Regions from separate parts of the Sus scrofa genome. Here region 2 is linked to region 1. A link is a contact called in public HiChIP or PLAC-seq data. All regions are on one chromosome and are shown on one strand. The core of a region is the stretch at or near the end of the contact, and the rest is flanking DNA. Distances in the headings are between cores, read along the strand shown.

Evidence for each region. HiChIP or PLAC-seq counts read pairs in DNA pulled down with a chosen protein or histone mark.
Region 2: a contact with region 1 is called in an H3K27ac HiChIP or PLAC-seq map of skeletal muscle. The contact joins two enhancer-like sites. A contact is called at or near these places in 2 of 2 datasets of contacts at active chromatin or transcription factors (alveolar macrophages and skeletal muscle).

The regions. Positions count from the first base shown.
Region 1 is chr2:119,543,079-119,547,395 of Sscrofa11.1, forward strand. The region is part of intron 1 of LOC110259444 (a long non-coding RNA gene); the gene reads right to left. Among named protein-coding and RNA genes, the nearest start is that of CCDC112, 64 kb to the left of the region's middle. Within about 2 kb of position 2,058, at least 1 of the 83 cell types and tissues checked has an H3K27ac peak or open chromatin away from gene starts, as enhancers often do. A contact at or near this core is called in skeletal muscle, where this site is marked.
Region 2 is chr2:119,688,893-119,693,209 of Sscrofa11.1, forward strand. No RefSeq gene overlaps it. Among named protein-coding and RNA genes, the nearest start is that of FEM1C, 32 kb to the right of the region's middle. Within about 2 kb of position 1,754, at least 12 of the 83 cell types and tissues checked have an H3K27ac peak or open chromatin away from gene starts, as enhancers often do. A contact at or near this core is called in skeletal muscle, where this site is marked.

The sequences.
Region 1 (4,317 bases), core at 808-3,307:
AAATTTGATAACCCAGCTTGGTGCCTGGTGAATTGTGACTGCCCCTCTGTGGGCTGCACAAGGTTCTGTTGCAGCCTCTTTACTGTATTAAGCTCATCTGTCACCAAGAAAAAGCGATGGGGACGTAAACAGCAGATTGTAGACACAGCCTTAACCAATATTGCAAAGCACTTTCTGCGTATATTATTTATTGTTTACGCCAGGGAACACAAATTTATTCTGTTCTGAAGAGAAGAGACGTTCATTAAGGAAGATCCTGTGGCAAGGCATCATCAAAACCCAATGCCTTGCCGCCTAAAACTCAAATGAGCCTCATAAAATTAAAGACTTTGTGAGTTTTCAAAGTCATAACTGGAAATCCACACTTGCATATTGGCAGAATTAATGCAGCTGCAATCTCTGCTGGATAATCCACTCAGATTTACTGCTTCCCTCTAGCCTGACAACCTGGCTGCCTGTCTCCTTCCCAGCCATGGGCCAAAGGAGGCCAGCACATGCACATCCATGAGAAGTATCTTGATATATTTTTCAGGAAAAAATAACAACCATACTTAATCCTGTAAAGCTTCTTCTTCCATGATTTCCATTCTGTACCTACACTCATGTACCTTTCTCATCAGTTCACTCAAGATTCCAGGTTGTAGCAAGGGCTGCAGGCTCCTCTCATTCTAAAACTCCCCCACTTCCTTTTGGAGGACTTAACATTTTAAAACATTTTACCTGTTTTTTTGTTTGTTTGTTTGTTTTGTTTTTAGTAGCTGTAATATTCAAATGGTTTAAAATTCAAAAGTTATAAAAGCATATACAGTAAAAACTGTCCTTTCTTTCCCTGACTCCCCAGCTGCCTGGTCCCCATCTCAGAGGCATCCTATGTTAGCATTGTCTGGCATGTTATTCCAGAGCTAGTATATATTGAGTTTCTCCCTAGCTACTTCAACTGACATAAGTACCCTGGACAACAAATTCCACTTCTTGTTTCTGCACTTGACAATGGGCATGCACTTTGTGAAGAATGGTCCATCTGGGAACGATGTCTCTCTTCTGACAGTTTCAGGAGATGCCCATGTGGAAGGACTAGGAGGGAAAGTGGTCTGAACCTGAAGATAAGGACAGTCAACTCCTCTAAGCATGGAGATGCCCATGTGGACGGACTAGGAGGGAAAGTGGTCTCTTCCAACTGGAGATAAGCATAGTCAACTCCTCTAAGTATGGGAAGACAGACCTCACAGCCAGATCACCCGTGTGCTCTCTTCAGGTGAAGGTAGCTAGGTAACTTCTCCAAGCCAAACCTAGCACGGAATATCGAGTCTAGTCTCAAGATATGTTTACCAATTGATCAATAACTACAAATATTGAACCTAGAGAATTACAGAATCAACATGTCATAGAATGGGTAAAAGCTGTTTAGAACCAATTAAAAACTGTCTGTTTTAAAACAAGTTTGTGGAGTTCCCGTCGTGGCGCAGTGGTTAACGAATCCGACTAGGAACCATGAGGTTGCGGGTTCGATCCCTGCCCTTGCTCAGTGGGTCAAGGTTCCGGCGTTGCTGTGAGCTGTGGTGTAGGTCACAGACGCAGCTCGGATCCTGCGTTGATGTGGCTCTGGCGTAGGCTGGCAGCTACAGCTCCGATTCGACCTCTAGCCCCGGAACCTCCATGTGCCGCGGGAGCGGCCCAAGAAACGGCAGAAAGACAAAAAAATAAAAAAATAAAAAAAAATAAAACAAGTTTGTTAGTACTTTTTCTTGAGGCAAGAGTAGGCCCACAGACACATGTGCACTAGCCTGGGGCAAGGGCTGAGGGTCTGGAGGGACTGGGGGGACCCACTGCCAAGAGCAGCAGGGAGCAGAGGGAATTCGAGGTGTGAGTGCAAACCAGAGCACAGGGGAGACAGCGAGGGCTGGTCACCAGGCACTGGGACTAAAGAGCAAGTGTGTGGCCAAAGAGAGGCAAGGCAAAAGCTAAGATGCCAAGAAGGTCAGATGAGGTAAGATAAGTGCTCAGGAGACAGGATGAGAATCAGCAAGGGCACTGAGGACTGCATTCTTGTGGCTGTCTGACTGGGGAAGAGTTTGGCCAGCTCACCCAAGAGTGCCAGGCCAAGCGTTTGGTGGTGAAGCACTGTAACGCCAGTGTCCCAGCAAACCCCACATTTTAAAAGGAAGAGCTGAGGAGATGGGATTAAGATGGCAGAATAGGACTGGAGCTCACCTTCTCTCATAAAAACAAAATTATAACCAAATGCTGAACAACCTTTGATCAAATGGATTGAAAACTTTCAAAAAGATAACCTACTCCAGAAGACAGAGGAGACCACATCAAGATGGTAGGAGGGGCGATTATGCAATATAAGTAACCCCATACCTCCCATGTGGGAAGCCCACAGACTGGAAAGTAACTGTATCAGAGACTCACCTACAGGAGTGAGAATTCTAAGGCCCATGTTGGGTCCCCACAACTGGGGATCTGGCATTGAAGGCCAGTGGGGCTTCTGTGCAGGAGCTCCACAGGACTGGGGGAAACAGAGACCCCATTCTTGAAAGGCTCACACAGGATTTCAAGTACACTGGGTCCCAAGGCAAAGCAAAGACTCCACAGGAATCTGGGTCAGATCTGACTGCAGTTCTTGAAGGATCTCTTGGGAAAACAGGGGGTAACTGTGGCTCGTCATGGGTGAGGGACACTGGAGGCAAAGCTCTCAGGAATATTCATCAGTGTGTGTTTCCTGAGGTAGGCTTGTATTGCTATAAAGGACATTTTTCACAGAACTCAAACAAAGTATTTTAAAGTTTGGAAGCACAAAAGACCCAGAATAGCCAAAGGCACCCTGAGAAAGAAAGATGGAGCTGGAGGACTCAGACTCCCTGACTTCAGACTATACTACAAAGCTACAGTCATCAAAACCATATGGTACTTGCCCTGAGACAGAAATATAGATCAGTGGAATAGGATAGAAAGCCCAGAATTAAACCCAAGCACCTACAGTCAACTAATCTATGACAAAGGAGGCAAGAATATACAATGGAGAAAAGACAGCCTGTTCAATAAGTGGTGCTGGGAAAACTGGACAGCCACATGGAAAAGAATGAAATTAGAACACTCCCTAACACCCTACATAAAATAAACTCAAAATGGATCAAAGACCTAAATATAAGACCAGATACTATAAAACTCTTAGAGGAAAACACAGGCCAAACACTCTCTGACGTAAACCATGGCAACTCTTCTCAGATCCACCTCCTAGAGTAATGACAATAAATATAAAAATAAACAAATGAGACAATTAAACTCAAAAGTTTCTGCACAGCAAAGGAAACCCTAAACAAAATGAAAAGACAACCCACTGAATTGGATAAAATGTCTGCAAATGAAGTGACTGACAAGGGATTAATCTCCAACATTTATAAACATCTTCTGTATCTCGATACCAAAAAAAACCAACCCCATCAAAAAATGGGCAGAAAATCTAAACAATTCTCCAAAGAAGACATACAGATGGCCAAAAAACATATGAAAAGATGTTCAACATCACTCATTATTAGAGAAATACAAATCCAAACCACTATGAGGTACTACCTTACACTGGCCAGAGTGGCCATCATCAAAAAGCCTACAAACCATAAGTTCTGGAGAGGGTATGGAGAAAAGGGAACCCTATTACACTTTTGGTGGGGATGTAAATTGGTGTAACCACTGTGGGAAACAGTGTGGAGATTCCTCAGAAAACCAAAAATAGCATTACCATTTGATCCAGTAATCCCACTCCTGGGCATCTATTCAGAGAAAGCCATAACTTGAAAAGATACATGTACTCCAATGTTAATTGAAGCACTATTTACAACAATCAAGACATGGAAACAACCTAAATGTCCACTGACAGAGGAGAGAATAAAGAAGATGTGGTACATACATACAATGGAATACTACTCAGCCATTAAAAGGAAAGAAAAAACGCTATCTGCAGCAACATGTATGGACCTAGAAATTATCATGCTAAGTGAAATCAGTCAGATGGTGAGATACCAACATCAAATGCTATCACTGACATGTGGAATCTAAGAAAAAGGACACAATGAATTTCTTTGCAGAACAGATACTGATTCACAGACTTTGAAAAACTTATGTTTCCAAATGAGACAGGTTGGAGGGTGGGGCAATGCACTGAGGGTTTGGGATGGAAATGCTATAAAATTTGGTTGTGATGATGGCTATACAACTATAAATGTAATAAAATTAGTGAGTGATAAAAACAATAAGTGAAAAGGAGAGCTGAACACTCGGTGTGTTGTTCAAAACCCTCCTAGGACTTCCACTTGA
Region 2 (4,317 bases), core at 504-3,003, 150 kb after region 1:
GTGAGTCACAGGAATGTTTTGGTTTCCAATGCATATAAAATTATGTTTGCACTACACTGTAGTCTATTAAGTGTGTGATAGCATCAAGTCTAAAAAAGATGTACATACCTTAATTTAAAAATACAGCCTTGCTCAAAAATGCTATCATCTGACAATGCAGAGTTGCCACAAACCTTCAATTTGTAAAAGACAATTAAGCGCAATGAATGCCTATATAGAACCCAAATTCACTTCACCCTCTTTAATAGGATACCCCAGTTGAAAACTTGATATAAAAACTGATTCTGAAACCCCTGGGACCCTGGTTGCTCTGTAAAGATATTCCCAAAGCCCTGAACACAAGTCTTCCACTTGAAGAAATACCACATGCTGAGGATAGCTACAAAAATGAAATTACAAGAGTTCCCTTGTGGTGAAGGGGCAGTGGGTTAAGGATCCAGCATTGTCACTGCAGTGGCTTGGATTGCTGCTATGGCATGGGCTCAGTCCCTGGCCCAGGAGGAACTTCCACATGCCACCAGCACAGCCAAAAAGAAAAATTAAATTAAATTAATTAAATTAAATTAAATTGAATAATTAAATTAAAACCTCCAAGAGACAAGGAGCCATCCTGAAGAGAGCAGCTCTATAAACAGAGGGATTGGCATGCCAGGCTCTCAGTATAATACACCTGCAAGGGATGATAAAGTAGGAATGCTTAAAATGATGAGATTGAGATTCAAAAAGGAACAGGAAAACTTGAACAAAATAGAACTTCTAAAAATAAAAGCATTGAAATTTTAAAACTTCATAGTTGTGTTTGCAGATTAAGCAGAAATGACAAGATTAATGAAAGGAAGAAAGATCTATGAAAATTAGAGTCTAGTACAGAGAGATGGAAGACAAGAGAAAAGGTAAGAGACAAGAGATAAGTTTAAAAATATGTCTGATAGGAGTAACAAAAATAGAATAAAGAGAATGAGAAGCTTCTGCTGTGCCACAGTGGGTTAAGGATCTACCATTTCTGCCCCTGTGACCTACATCACAGATTCAGCTATTGGCTCAGGAACTTCCATATGCTGTGGGTGTGGCCAAAAATGAAAAAGAATGAAAAGAATGAGGAAGGAAAAAAAAAAGAATAAACAAAGATATAATGCATGATAACTTCCCAGAATGAAAGAAAGGCATCAGCCCACAGACTGAAGAATCATGATGAGTCACAAGCAGGACAAATAAATCCCAATCTAGTCACATCAGAAGGAAACTGCAAAATGCTGAAGACAGACAAAATCATAATGTAAATGACGAAAAAAAAAAAAAAACAAAACCACATGACCCACAATGGAACAAAGAATGACAGGACTTCTCAGAAACATTAGAGGCCAAAAGATAATGTAATAGTCCCTTCCAAATGCTGAGGGAAAAGCTGCTACCCCTGCCCCCAAAAGAATATTAAAGGTACTTTAATATGTATCTTTAAAATGTCTAAAGTGCTTTAAAAGAAGACAATTTCTCCACTCCCTCAATGAAGGAATACAAACGCAAGTAATAAGTAATGCCATTAACAAAACTGGTAAATAAGAACATCTGAGCACAAACTAAAACAACAACACAATGATTCATGCGGATGGGAGGAGAGGATAAAACCAAGGTGAACCATCGGCTTAGATCTGTAACCACCTAGATGATGAGAGAGGTGACAGGAGTTAAAACGTTGCAAGGCTCATGTAGTACCCATAGCTCTGTTGAGTCAGTATGCAGGTTGTGCAAGCTTTCTAGAGCTGTCATAACACTTCCCCATAAACTTGGCTTAAAACAGCAGTAACTTATTCTCTCATAGCTGGGGAAGCCAGATTCCAAAATCCAAGTGTCAACAGAGATCATTCCTCTGGAGGCTCTGAGAAAGACTGTTCTGTGCCTCCCTCCTAGTTTTTAGTGGCTGCCCGCAACCCTTGGTGCTCCTGAACTTGTAGCTACACCACTCAACCTCTGCCTCCGTGTTCACACAGCTTCCTTAAACTCCTGTAGGCTGCAAATATACTGAAGGTTAGGGCCTTCTCCCCTGCTGTCTCCTGTCTCTTTTTCTGTCTCTTATGGGCTCATGGCCCTTTCTAATCCCAGATGATCTCATCTCAAGATCCTTTCCTTAATTATATCTGCAAAGACCCTTATTCCAAACAAGGTCATATTCTGAGGTCCTGGATAGACATATCTTTTGAGACCACAATTCAACCCAGTACACATGTTACAAATATATAAAGGAAGTCACTAAAAATGTCTTTGAAAAAGTGGAATGTATAAATTCTAAGCAAATTTAGAAACACAGAAAACAATCTCCTTAAAGGTAGGAAAGAAGTAAAAGCTAAATAAAAAGCATGGCAAATAAGACATTAGAAATTAAGTCCAAGTGAATTAGAAATCAAGTGTCAGTAAGTTAAAATGCAATTGTTAAAAGACAAACTTAAATTTAAAATGAAGCAAAACAAAAGCCCCATGTCCCACTGGTGATCAAAGCATTCACATACTTGGGTTCCATTCCAACACTGTCCTCAGTACATTCTCCTTTGATTAATATTCTGAAATCATTTTCACCTGTAACATTAAGGACCAAACTGTAAACTAAGGTTGCAAAATAGAAAAAAAAGAAAAAAAGTGTTTTCAACCCAAATTCCTCCCATTCTAGTGGTAGCTAAGGAATTAAATTTTCTGGATCAGTTTTAAGATTTTTTAAAGGTAGTTTTAGATGGCCTAAAAGAGTAACAAAAGGTTAAAACTGTGAGATTTATTTTCGATTCCTCACTCATCTTTATTTTTCCTGCCAATTCTACCTTTTAATAAAAAAAAATTATTTGAAAGTCCAGACTAGAAAAAACAGATCTTGTTAATGAACCTGGTAGACTATGACTGCTTTTCAATCATGGGGAGCATGGATTCTGAATGCACAGCATGGGCCAGATTTAACGAGTTCAGAATACAAAAGACATCACTTGGACACACACACACACACACACACACACACTTTCACCCACTCGAAGGATAGCTCCTATTATTTTATGTAAGGAAAATTATACATGTCAAATAAAATATAAAGTACAAGTTTTAGCACAACAGTGATCTCAAAAAGACAATGAAAATTCAATTAATGGACTATGCACTTTTCCTCTAACCCTCTTTTGGTAAAAAAGATGAAGTAGCCAGAGAGTCCTAAAAATGTGAACAATGTTCTTTGTTCAAGTGTACAAAGCAATATAATGTAATCTTTTTTTTTTTCTTTTTTGTCTTTCTAGGGCTGCACACGTGGCACATGGAGATTCCCAGGCTAGGGGTCAAACCAGAGCTGCAGCTGCCAGCCTACAACCACAGCCGCAGCAACACCAGATCAGAGCTGAGTCTGAGACCCACATCACAGCTCGCGGCAACACCGATCCCCAACCCACTGAGCAAGGCCAGGGATCAAACCCACGCCCCCATGGACACAGTCAGATTCATTTCCACTGAGTCATGACAGAAATTCCAATATAATGCAATCTTAATTCAAGATCTTTCTCAATTCTTATTAAACCTGAAAGTTAGAAAAACACTCTGCTCTTAGCAGTTGAAAATTACGTTTGCCTCCTTAAAAATAGTGCTCTGTCTTCAACGGCTGGGTTGTACTATTAATCTTTATATCCCCATGCACTGCATAGTGCTTGATGGTCAAAAAATTTATTGAATGTATGAATTTACACTTATCAATTCCTCCTAAATTATTTCTCTTCTGTCAGAAAGTCTTTCCCCTAATCTTCAGTAGATTTGCAGCCTAGAGGAATTTAAGGTCTGATAGTCTGATCTAACAATATTCTCTCATGTCACTGAATGGAGGCAAAGTAGTTGGGGGCCTAAAGAAAAGCCAGTGCATTCAGTACAGAATCTACAAGGTGGTCTGGGAATTAACAGCAATTCTCTTATTTGGGCTTTTAGCGCAAATAGTTCTGGTGTTTCTCTCTAAACATAGAGTATAATTTCCTTTTAGTAAATATCTTTTAGAAAATAATTAAAAGACTCTTCCAAGAGTTCCTACTGTGGCACAGTGGGTTAAGGATGTGGCACTGTCTCTGAGACAACACAGGTTTATTTCCTGGCCCAGCAAAGGTTAAGGATCCTGCATGCCATGGCTGTGGCCTAGGTCACAGCTGCAACTCAGATTCAGTCCCTGGTTGGGGAACTTCCACAGGCCACACATACAGCAAAAAAAAAAAAAAAAAGAAAGAAAATGAAAGACTCTTCCTTAACCTTGCCCTTAACTACTCCTAAAAGTTCTCAAATATCTCTTCATTGCTAAAGTCTATTCGGAATGTC